Linked DNA regions of Mus musculus: regions 1 and 2 are each linked to region 3. The links are chromatin contacts, called in public HiChIP or PLAC-seq and promoter capture Hi-C maps. All regions are on one chromosome and are shown on one strand. Each heading gives the region's core, a stretch centred on a gene start, on an enhancer-like site or on the middle of the called end of the contact. The rest is flanking DNA. Distances are from core to core; before and after follow the strand shown.

Region 1 (3,260 bases), core at 437-2,936, 2.0 Mb before region 3:
TCCTTTAGAAGCTTTGGTGCCTTCTGGTATCATGAAATCTAATACTCTGAGAGGAAGCTTTCGTGTCAGTTCTAGCTCAGGTCTCTGGGCCCTGCTTCTGAACTGCAATAGGAATGTACTTTATACAGTAAAAAGTGAAACAAAGGTAAAACTATGTCTTGTATTATTTTAGGCATTTCTTGAATAAATCTGACTAATGACTTAAAAGAAGGCTTCTAGTGCCAAGTGTTGGGATTTTTGTTAGATAGTCTTTGACTCATAGAAGGAGCACTGTCAACTAAGATGGAAAATTTTCATTTGAAAAATTATATGTGTGTGTGTGTATATATATACACGCACATGCATACATAGATATAGAGTTAGAGGTATAGATAGATATAACTTGTATATATCATAGGCAAATTATGTGTATTATAAGTAAATAGTTAATAGTGTGATTCTTTGGAAACTTTTCAGACATCCTTACATTTATTTTCATGTTTTTATACCTCTTATTCCTCATTATTCTTATTCCTCATTATTCAGAGACTTTATTCCCATTTTTCATGTTTACCCAAAAAGGTCACTTGATGATTTTCACCAGCTTTATGTGTTCATCTGTTTTTTTGAATTCTATTTTCATGTCTTGGATTGTTTCGATCATTTCTATGATGTCTTGTGTTTTCTTGGATGTTACTCAGGCATTTGTTCTCTTTGTCCTTTTTCCCCTAATTTCATTGTTTTGTTTTGTTTTGTTTTTTCTCTTTTTTGACCTCTTTGACTTCTCTTGTTAATTCTGTGTCTATCTGGTATGGACACAGCATGTTGGAGAAGAAGAAAGAATGTGAATGAAGGTAGGTTGGGCCCAGAGTTTGGAAATGACTTGTGTGGAATGAATTCAGGTGGACAAAAGAGACTGAGCCTGTGTGTAGGGTGCATGTTCTATTCCAAGCCTGGAGTGTACAAGGAGATATGGCCGGATGTAGAGCTCCTATGGGTATGAGAGGGACCTGTCATTAAGGACAGTCAGGTCGTGTCTTTTCAGAATCCTAGACTTTGATTGTAGTGGAGATAGTAGTGCCCAGACTGGGCATGAACCCTGAATGTCTGATCCAGGCTAGATCTGGCAAGTCAGAAGGGTACATGGAAGGTAGGGTCAGGGAGTCTCTGGAGAAGGATGAATAGGCTGGCTGGAGTAGCTGGATATGGGTTATAGTGGTGTTTATAGACTGAGTTGTTAAAGCAGAACAGCAAAGAAAATTGACATGTAAGATTGTAAGTATAAGGTAGATATTACAGTTGTTTTCTAAAGATGAATAAATGATTCATTTTTAGATCAAGGCACAAATGGTTTCAAACGGTTCTGCTACTTGTATTAATTCAATACAGAGAGCCTTAGCATACCTGGGGAACCCCTGAGTGAACCACATGGAGCCAGGAATTGATGCAAAAAGTAAGAGAAATTTATTGTTCCAATTCATGAGGGTCATCCTACACCCGAAGAAGAAAAAGTGACGCTCCCCCTTCCTTTGCCCCCGTGTGGCCATGTGGTCAGTCTTTATACAGTTTTTCATACATAGCATTAGGCACAATGTGATTGGCAGAACATTGTGACTTTTCAATTGATTGGTCTCTAGGGAATGAGGTGGCAGAGTCAGTCTTGCAGAATGTTACATGCTCTAGACTCCCCACCCCCACCCCCTGCAGGTGACCTATGGTCTGTCTGCCCTGCGGAATGTGTTTATTTGGTCTAGGCCTCCCCCACTTGCAGGTCCTGTCTGTCCTGCTGAATGTTAATTAGCCTTCCCTTTCAGGAGGAGAAGGGTCTGATGGAATTTTCCAAAAGGTTCTGAAATGACCTTTTCAAAGGCAATATGATTATATAAGAAGAGCATTATGAGGCAGAAAGTCACATACCCATTCAAAGTAAGTCTGAGAGAGAAGGGCAAAAATGAGGTAGAAGCAACAATATAGAAATTCTTCCTAGTCGGTAAATATATGAAGCACTCAGCACTGCCTTTATAGAAGAAGTAATATAGTCAAAATTCATAGCAAAATACCTAATATTAGGCATAAGTATTGCTTAGTTGTTAAATTATTAATTATTAAAATAAAATATAGTTGGCATATTCTTTTAATATCACTTAGATAGTGGACATGAAAAAGAACAAAAATAAATATTTGGAGAAATCTGCATTAATACTCGTTTTTATCTGCCTGTCTTTGACGGGTTAATCTTGATTGTCAACTGAACAGAGAAGCTCTTAGGGGAGTCATGTAGTAAGTTCTGGCTGTGTATGTGAGAGTGTTTCCAGAATAAAGGAGTAAAAACTTGTTGAATTTGGTTTGCCTTTTGCAATGGAGTGAGTGAAGCCCAGCATAGATAAGAGGGGTTGGACCTGAAAGAGCAAAGTCCTATAAGCACATCCTCCCATCCTCCCTCTTCTCTACCTTTTATTCCTGTAATGTTAGGTGCTATGCTCCACTCTGTTCTTTCACTGCAGTGGACTAAAACTTCTGAAAATATGAGAAAAAAATAAGAAATAAATCTTCCCTCCTTTAAATCATCCCTGTCAGGCATTTTGTCACAGGGACAAAAAGTCTGCCTAACATAATCTCCTATTTCTATTGGCTTTTGCATCAGCCATGACCTTTTTTTAAAGGATTTGTGGTTGTGCTTGTTTGAGACCATTTCTTGAACATGACAGGTCTAGTGTCATTGTTCCTTAAATCATTCAGACCTGGATAAAGAAAAGTTCAATAGTAAAATGCTTTGACAGCAATCTTTACTGATATAGTTTATAGCAAGAGAGAAAAAATACATGTGCTCAAACTCAGATACACACACACACACACACACACATATATGCATGGATGTATTCACACATGTATACACACAGAACATCCACACATATGTACATGCAAAGTTCATATTCTCTAAAATATGGCATAATCCTTGTATGATTAATTTTCTTCTCCATTCCCTTCTATGTAGTCTGAACTCAGTGACACAAAAGACGAAAAAAAAAATCAATTATCTCTTTCAAAATGCCAAAAATAGCTGTGATTGAAATTTCATGACCCAGAGAAATAGCAAAGAGAACTAAAAAAAATCTAGAGACAAAAAAATACTGTTTTCTTATTTCAAAATGTTGTGTTTGCAAATGGCAATCTCTCTCTCTCTCTCTCTCTCTCTCTCCCTCTCCCTTCATCCCTCTCCCTTTCCCTCTTCCTTCCCCCTTCTTTATCTGTATGTTTGTGTCATTGAGACTATGTGTAAG
Region 2 (3,286 bases), core at 181-2,680, 1.0 Mb before region 3:
AAAATGGAAACCTTATTCCAAATAATTTCTTATATTGGGTCACCTGTATCTCTTATGTTGGGATATAGCCCAAAGGCAGTTTAAACCATTAAAGCTTATACACAGGTACAAGAAGTTCTCTTGGGTGGTTGTTTTAGTTTCAAGCATATTGTGGGTAATTATAAAAAACAGTTCTATTGCCTTTTATCATGAGTGGTTTCCAATGCACAGATAATAACAAAATGTGGAACATTAGAACGTTTCCTAGTAACAACTGAAACACATGTGAAAATTTCCTTATAGTGGCATGCTAGCCAGGTAAGTGTTACCTAGTTCTAAACATTTTGTGCAGGGCTTTATATTCCATATAGGCCTTAATACTTTACCAAGGCCCTAACAATATCTACCCCCCTACTTCACCCCAATCCATTCCAACCCCTCAGTACGAGGTAGGTGAGAAGGGTTAGATGGTTAGAGGGGAAAGGGGGCATAGATCTCTTCTGATTATTTCCTGCTGACTAGAGCCAATGAGTTCCTAGGGCCATGTCCAATCTATGTCATAAGAATATCTCCAACCAGCAATCAGTAATCCAGCAACCTAGCAATCCAGAGTTCAGTAATAATGAAGGCAGTATATACAATAGCAGGAACCACCAGCAGCTGACAGCTGCAGGAGTATGGGAAGCATTACAGGGAGCAAACGCTGCCCCAAGCCCTCTCTGGCTCTCATATTTATACCTTCTCAAGAGTTCTCTGAATCCCCAACATTGACTCTGTTCAGCTGGCAAAAATCACACCCTCTCTGAGATCATGAGAAAAAATTACAGTTAGTGAATGTGGACAATCTGAAGCAGCCTGATATCCCACACCTGAGATTAAAACAAAGGCATGATGACATAACATAACTGGAGTTCTTAATAAACCAAAATTCTCACTGCATGAGATTAAGAAAGAAAGACTACTGCAGCTTAAAATGATGTATTTGCCCTCAAACAGTGGCATTTGGTAACTCAGCCATAGGCTGATATTCCAGAATAAAACTAAACAGAAAAATGTTGGACCTAACAAATATTATAAACCAAATGATCTAAAATTAACTTTTATTTCCTAAGATAAAGTGATGTGATGAAAGCCATCTGCAAGCTGTGTGAATACATGGCTTGGGATCAGCTCAGTGTGTTTCCTTCTCTGTTCTAACTATCCCTAGACCTAGCCCTGGACATTTCTAGTCCCCATACAATCTAATCTTCCAAGCTCCCTTATTCAATCCAGATGTATAAATACCTTTCACTCCTTGGGTGTAATTGTCATCTCAGACACTTACTGAAGAATAAACTCACTCTTTCTAAATCTTTCTGAATTCTGACAGGCTGGTTAAATTCAGCTGCTCTGGCCCGAATTTCTCTCCAAGCTGAACAATTCAAACTGGGTTCTCTCATTTTCTGACTGAATTGCTCTCTTTGGCCTCTAACTCTGGCAATTTGTTCTAATAGTCTGGCTCTTTACCTTCTCTGGTATATTCTGTCTTTACCTTCAACCAGTGCCTGTAAATCTTTCCTATTAAAAATGTGACCCCCAACCCCACTCTGCTCTCATAAGTTTCTTCTCTTTTCTGTGTCGTTCTTGTATGAGTTGGGCATATCCTACCTATCTCTAGCTCATTTTGTCGAATCTTTCTGTAATTTAACACTTTACCCCTCAATTAGAAATCACTTCCAAACATGGCTGCTTGCTTCTAGAAAGTAAAACTGACTTTGTTATTTGGATTTAAATCTATAATAAGGACATGTTTGAATTCTAGCCAAATCACATAGACTTAGATCTTTGGATGTGATCTCTTCCCAGAGTAGCCATGCTATTTGACTAACATTCCACTATAAAATGTACCTAACAGCTATTACTGAATATTTAATCCAAATAAAAAAGAATAGACCTTTTTCTCAGCAGCTCATTATACTATCCCCCAAATCAGCAACAAAAAGGAGGTCTTAACAGGTACAACAAAATGAAATAACACCCCACTTCCTCTCAGACCACTGTGGATATAAGGTGGATATCAACAACAGAATCAACAGCAAGCTTACAAACTTGGGGAAACTCAAGAAATTACTACTGAATGAAAACTGGGTTCAGACACACATAAAGAAATTAATATTTCGTAGAACTGAATGAAAGTTGTATACCCAAGCTAAGAGAAACAATGAAAATGGAAGCATGGAAAGAAATGTTCAACATCCTTTGTCATCTGAGAAATGCAATTCAAAATGACCCTGAGATTCTGTTTCATACCAGTCAGAATGGCTCAGATCAAAATCCCAGGTGACAGCAGATGCTGGCAAGGATGTGGAAAAAGAGGAACACTCCTCAATTGCTGGTGGGTTGCAATCTGGAACAACAACTCTGGAAATCACTCTAGTGCTTTTTCAGAAAATTGGACATAGTACTACCTGAGGACATAGTACTACCTGAGGACTATACTGTCCTGGGCATATACCCAAAAGATGTTCTGAAATATAACGAGGACACATGCTTTTCTCTTTTCAAAGCAGCCTTATTTATAATAGCCAGAGCTGAAAACAACCCAGATTTTTCTCAACGGAGGAATGGATACAGAAAATAAGGTACATTTATACAATGGAGTACTACTCAGCTATTAAAAGCAATGACTTCATGAAATTTGCAGGTAAATGGATGGAACTAGAAAATATCCTGAGTGAGATAACCCAGTCACAAAAGAATACACATGTTATGTACACACTGATAAGTGGATATTAGCTCAAAATATTGGAATTCCAAGGATACAACTCCCACAGAACATATGAATCATAAGAAGGAAGACAAAAGTGTGGATGCTTCAGTCCTATTTAAAAGGGGGAACAAAATAATCAGGAGCAGTAGAGGGAGGAACATGGGAGGGATAGAAAAGGGGAGGGAAAAGGGGGATGAATCAGTTGTGGAAGGAGACAGGGGAGAAGTACAGAGGGTCAGGAAATTGAAAGAAGGTATGTAAGAGTGAGGGATGGAGAATTGGGGGTAGCCACTAGAAAGTCCCAGATACCAGGGAAGCAAGAGGGTCTCAGGACCAATAGGGAGGATGTTAGCCTAAATACCTAACAAAGGGGAGAAAAAATCTCTAGAGACCATCTCCAGTAGATAAGCATGGTCCCCAGTTGAGTGTAGGGGCCAACCACCCATCTTAAAAATTTTTAACCCCGATTTGTTCCTATTTAAAGGAAGTACAGAGAAAGAGATAGAGCAGAGACTGAAGGAAAGAACACCTAGAGACCACCCCACTTAGGGATCCATC
Region 3 (3,335 bases), core at 832-3,331:
TGATGAATAGTGATGAAAAACAATTTCATAAAACAAAGTCATATTTATCAAAACTTCCAGGCATGTCTTACTTCATGTGTCTTATTTATTGTTGTGATAAATGACGTTGCTTTATGAGTCTACTTGTTCAAATTTTTATTTATGTATGAACATTTAAACACATGGACTAATGACTAGCATGAATCCTACAAAGAATATTTGTTAAGTGAGAAACAGGTAACAGTGTAAGAGGATTCACTTTAGCTCAGGATAATCTGCAGCAATATGCATGTCTTGTAGCAATCCCTCCCCTAGAAGCTGTGATATAAACAAAATGAAAAAAACCTCTACTCAGATGAATGACTTAAAACCATATGCACCTAAACTTCATCCCAGTAACTCTAATGTAACTATTGTGCAAATGCCTAAGACATTTTAACATCCAACACACATGAACTTAACTTACTACACCTTGATGATGTGCACAGCTTGGTGAGTTCAGACAGTCAAGTAGGAAGCAGCACTACAGCTCACCTATTCCGATTAACACAAGAATTGTAATGAAACAAGCTTTGACTTTTTCTAGGCACTCTTTCTCCTCCATCTAATGTCACTGAATGCCATGAATGGAGAATCACACCATTTCCCAGACATATCTCATCTGTTTAATACATGTGTGAACAATAGCACTATCTATGGGAACACCAAGTAACTTCCACCATTTAGTGTTTGCTCACTATGAGCAGTCTTGTATGGTGTTTATCCATACCAAGTTCTCCTTTCAAAACACACTCAGATCACACTGCCAAATGACAAAAGGAACATAGCTTCACGTGAAACCTTTTAAGTCAAAAACGTTCTCTGTTAAGCATGCAAGAGGTTAAAGGTTGATGAAATAGCAAGACATCTTCTCAACCCAAGCTTACCTGCCTCACTCAATCACCTAAGCAGTCAACACTATAATGTAAGCTGATACTATATTATTAAATCAGAGTATCTCATTTGCATTCACCTCTGACCTGACGGGCTGGGGAGAGATGACATCTACTAGGAAATAGCAGAACAAGCAGTCCCCAACTTGGAAATTCACAGGACCTTGGGTGTGAAATCCTCACAGACTGAGTTTCACTAGTTTTATTTGCACCCGCTGCACAACAACATATGTAAATGAAGCCAGCCTGGCAGAAATAGCCCTATCCCTTCCGTCTCCCCTCCAAACCATGTTAACAAGCTCAGCACTTTGCAATTCATGTTTCAGACACACAAAATATTATTTATTATGCAAACAGTAGGTCATTCAAATATGCTTTTAAATTAAATGCATTTTAAAGAACTTGGAAATTTTTATCACATCCATACACATATTTGTGGGCTTGATATTGAACAGTTACAAACCCAAGCCACACTACAAGTATTCATCTAAAATATTTACACTGATAAAGCAAGATGTATCATGACATTAAGTTCACAAAAACAGACAGCTCTCAACTTCCTTAACACTTTAATAATCGTGGTCTTCAGTATTATTAGAAGAGCATCTCTATTGTATCAAATTATTAATTTTTATAATTATTTCCAAAGTCCTGTCTCAAATTATAGAAATAAAAATAACTTATTTTTAAATTTTTTCACGGCTGCCTGCATTTCTCACCCACTTGCAATCATTTATAACAATATTCTATTCTTACCTTATTTGAAGTAAAAAACAAAAAAGTCCTCCAAAAAGATTTCTAAATGATGTGAAAATATGAGTCACAGTGTAAAAAAGAAAAAAGAAAAATAATAACGATGAAAAGATCCTCTTAGGTTGGAAAAAAAATCCAAATACTTTGAGTTAGAACTACAGAATCTCCAAAGTCACGCCTGAGTGGGCGCCCAGATTGCAAACATAGGAGTCTCTCCCACGTCCGAGTCGCACTCCTTTGTCAAGTTAAATTGGGTCCTGTGGTGAAGCGGGTCCCACTGGGCACATAGGGTTCCAGTGGGCGTTGCCTCCAGGTGCCCAAGCAGGCGATCCCTTACACCCGGGGTTCAGCACCGACACTCTGTGGACAGCACCAGCTCCGCTCACGTCCAGTTTGTCTCAGTCACTGAACCAGGATGATTCTCGCGCCTCCTCCCTCCGCAAAAGCCAGGCTGCCCGTCAACCCCGGTGTGCCCCGCCCCCACATCTGACGTAACTGTTTTGCATATTAACTCTCCAGGAGGTGAGGGGCGGCCCCTTGGCTGGGCTTCTGATGGGTTCAGCTACCGCAATCCAGAGGACCAGACTCAAGATTAAAATCAGCATTTGGGCATTGGTCGGACTTTATGCTCCATTCGCGGAGCCCAGCAGAAACTATAAAGGCTGCGGCGGTGTCTGCGCCTCCTCCTTCGCTGGGACCGCGGATCCCGGGACTCTGCGACCTCACAGCCCGCTAGGGAGACCAGGCTTCCTAGTATGGGACTGTGAGGTAAAGAACTGCGCACCAAGAAGTCATCCAGTCCTGTCTCATGCATCAGACCCTTTAATCTTCCAGACCAAACTTTCTCTCTCATTTGGTTGTGGGTGGGTACCTGATTCAGACTTCTGCTCCTATATGGGGCTCTTGGAGTGAGGCCCTGCTGCAGAAACTTGACTGGAAAAGAATTAAAAATATCTGAGCGCAGGAAGGGTATTTGAAAGCTTGTAATGCTTGCCACCTCTCCGAAACAGGATTTTTTTTTTTTTTTTTTTGCCATGTGACTGTTTAGTTTATGATAAGCTTCATAGAATTGGAGATGGCAGGATTTTAGAAGCTCATATTAATAATGCTTTGTTTGAAAGTTCTCAGCTTCAACTCTCATCGCCAAACCAAGAAGCTTGTACAGTTTTTATTATGTCCGATACATCACTTGTTCTATGAAAGATGGAACAGGCTGGAAGCAGTGTCACAGCTTTTAGCAGTTCTCTCAGTGTGTATGATCTTCCTTGTCCCAGGATGCTACAAAAAGGACTTTGACAAAGGAAGAGGCCCAGACAGGTCACATCCACAGTGATCTCTGACTTGTGAAGGAAACAAAAACCAAAAAAAACAAAAACAAAAAAAAACAAAAACAAAAACAAAAAACAACCCACCAAAAACAAACAAAAAAACCACTCCAGGTACAGCCCCATACCTTCCACACAAACTTCCTACACCTAGTGTTAATTGAACAGAAAGTAGTATATAAAACTAAGCCCACGATTTTTAATTACATAAAGCTTTTTCATAAAATGTGTATCATTTTTTTTAAAAAACACCTACTATTAAATGTGCTATTTTCCACAGGATTACACGAGTTCTTCATCGTTTTCCAGGAATCTAAGCAAACTTCTCACTGGGACCACTCCTGTG

The links. Promoter capture Hi-C pulls out the DNA fragments that hold promoters and counts their contacts. HiChIP or PLAC-seq counts read pairs in DNA pulled down with a chosen protein or histone mark.
Region 1: a contact with region 3 is called in a promoter capture Hi-C map of stem cell-derived epiblast-like cells, with 7 times the contacts expected there. The contact joins the enhancer-like site here to the promoter of Fstl5 in region 3. A contact is called at or near these places in 9 of 39 promoter capture datasets (the 3T3-L1 cell line, the C10 cell line, the HPC-7 cell line and 5 more), 1 of 484 Hi-C or Micro-C datasets (cerebellum), 1 of 115 datasets of contacts at active chromatin or transcription factors (astrocytes) and 1 of 9 other capture datasets (adipose tissue).
Region 2: a contact with region 3 is called in an H3K27ac HiChIP or PLAC-seq map of VIP interneurons, with 6 times the contacts expected there. The contact joins the enhancer-like site here to the promoter of Fstl5 in region 3. A contact is called at or near these places in 8 of 39 promoter capture datasets (the C10 cell line, cranial neural crest, embryonic stem cells and 5 more) and 1 of 115 datasets of contacts at active chromatin or transcription factors (VIP interneurons).

What each region holds. Positions count from the first base shown.
Region 1 is chr3:78,061,182-78,064,441 of GRCm38.p6, reverse strand. No RefSeq gene overlaps it. Among named protein-coding and RNA genes, the nearest start is that of Gm36288, 350 kb to the left of the region's middle. Within about 2 kb of position 1,686, at least 3 of the 459 cell types and tissues checked have an H3K27ac peak or open chromatin away from gene starts, as enhancers often do. A contact at or near this core is called in stem cell-derived epiblast-like cells, where this site is marked.
Region 2 is chr3:77,081,840-77,085,125 of GRCm38.p6, reverse strand. No RefSeq gene overlaps it. Among named protein-coding and RNA genes, the nearest start is that of Gm23644, 22 kb to the left of the region's middle. Within about 2 kb of position 1,430, at least 1 of the 459 cell types and tissues checked has an H3K27ac peak or open chromatin away from gene starts, as enhancers often do. A contact at or near this core is called in VIP interneurons, where this site is marked.
Region 3 is chr3:76,073,307-76,076,641 of GRCm38.p6, reverse strand. It overlaps Fstl5 (follistatin-like 5), which reads right to left and starts at 2,081. Exons shown (of 16, transcript NM_178673.4): 1 at 1,668-2,081.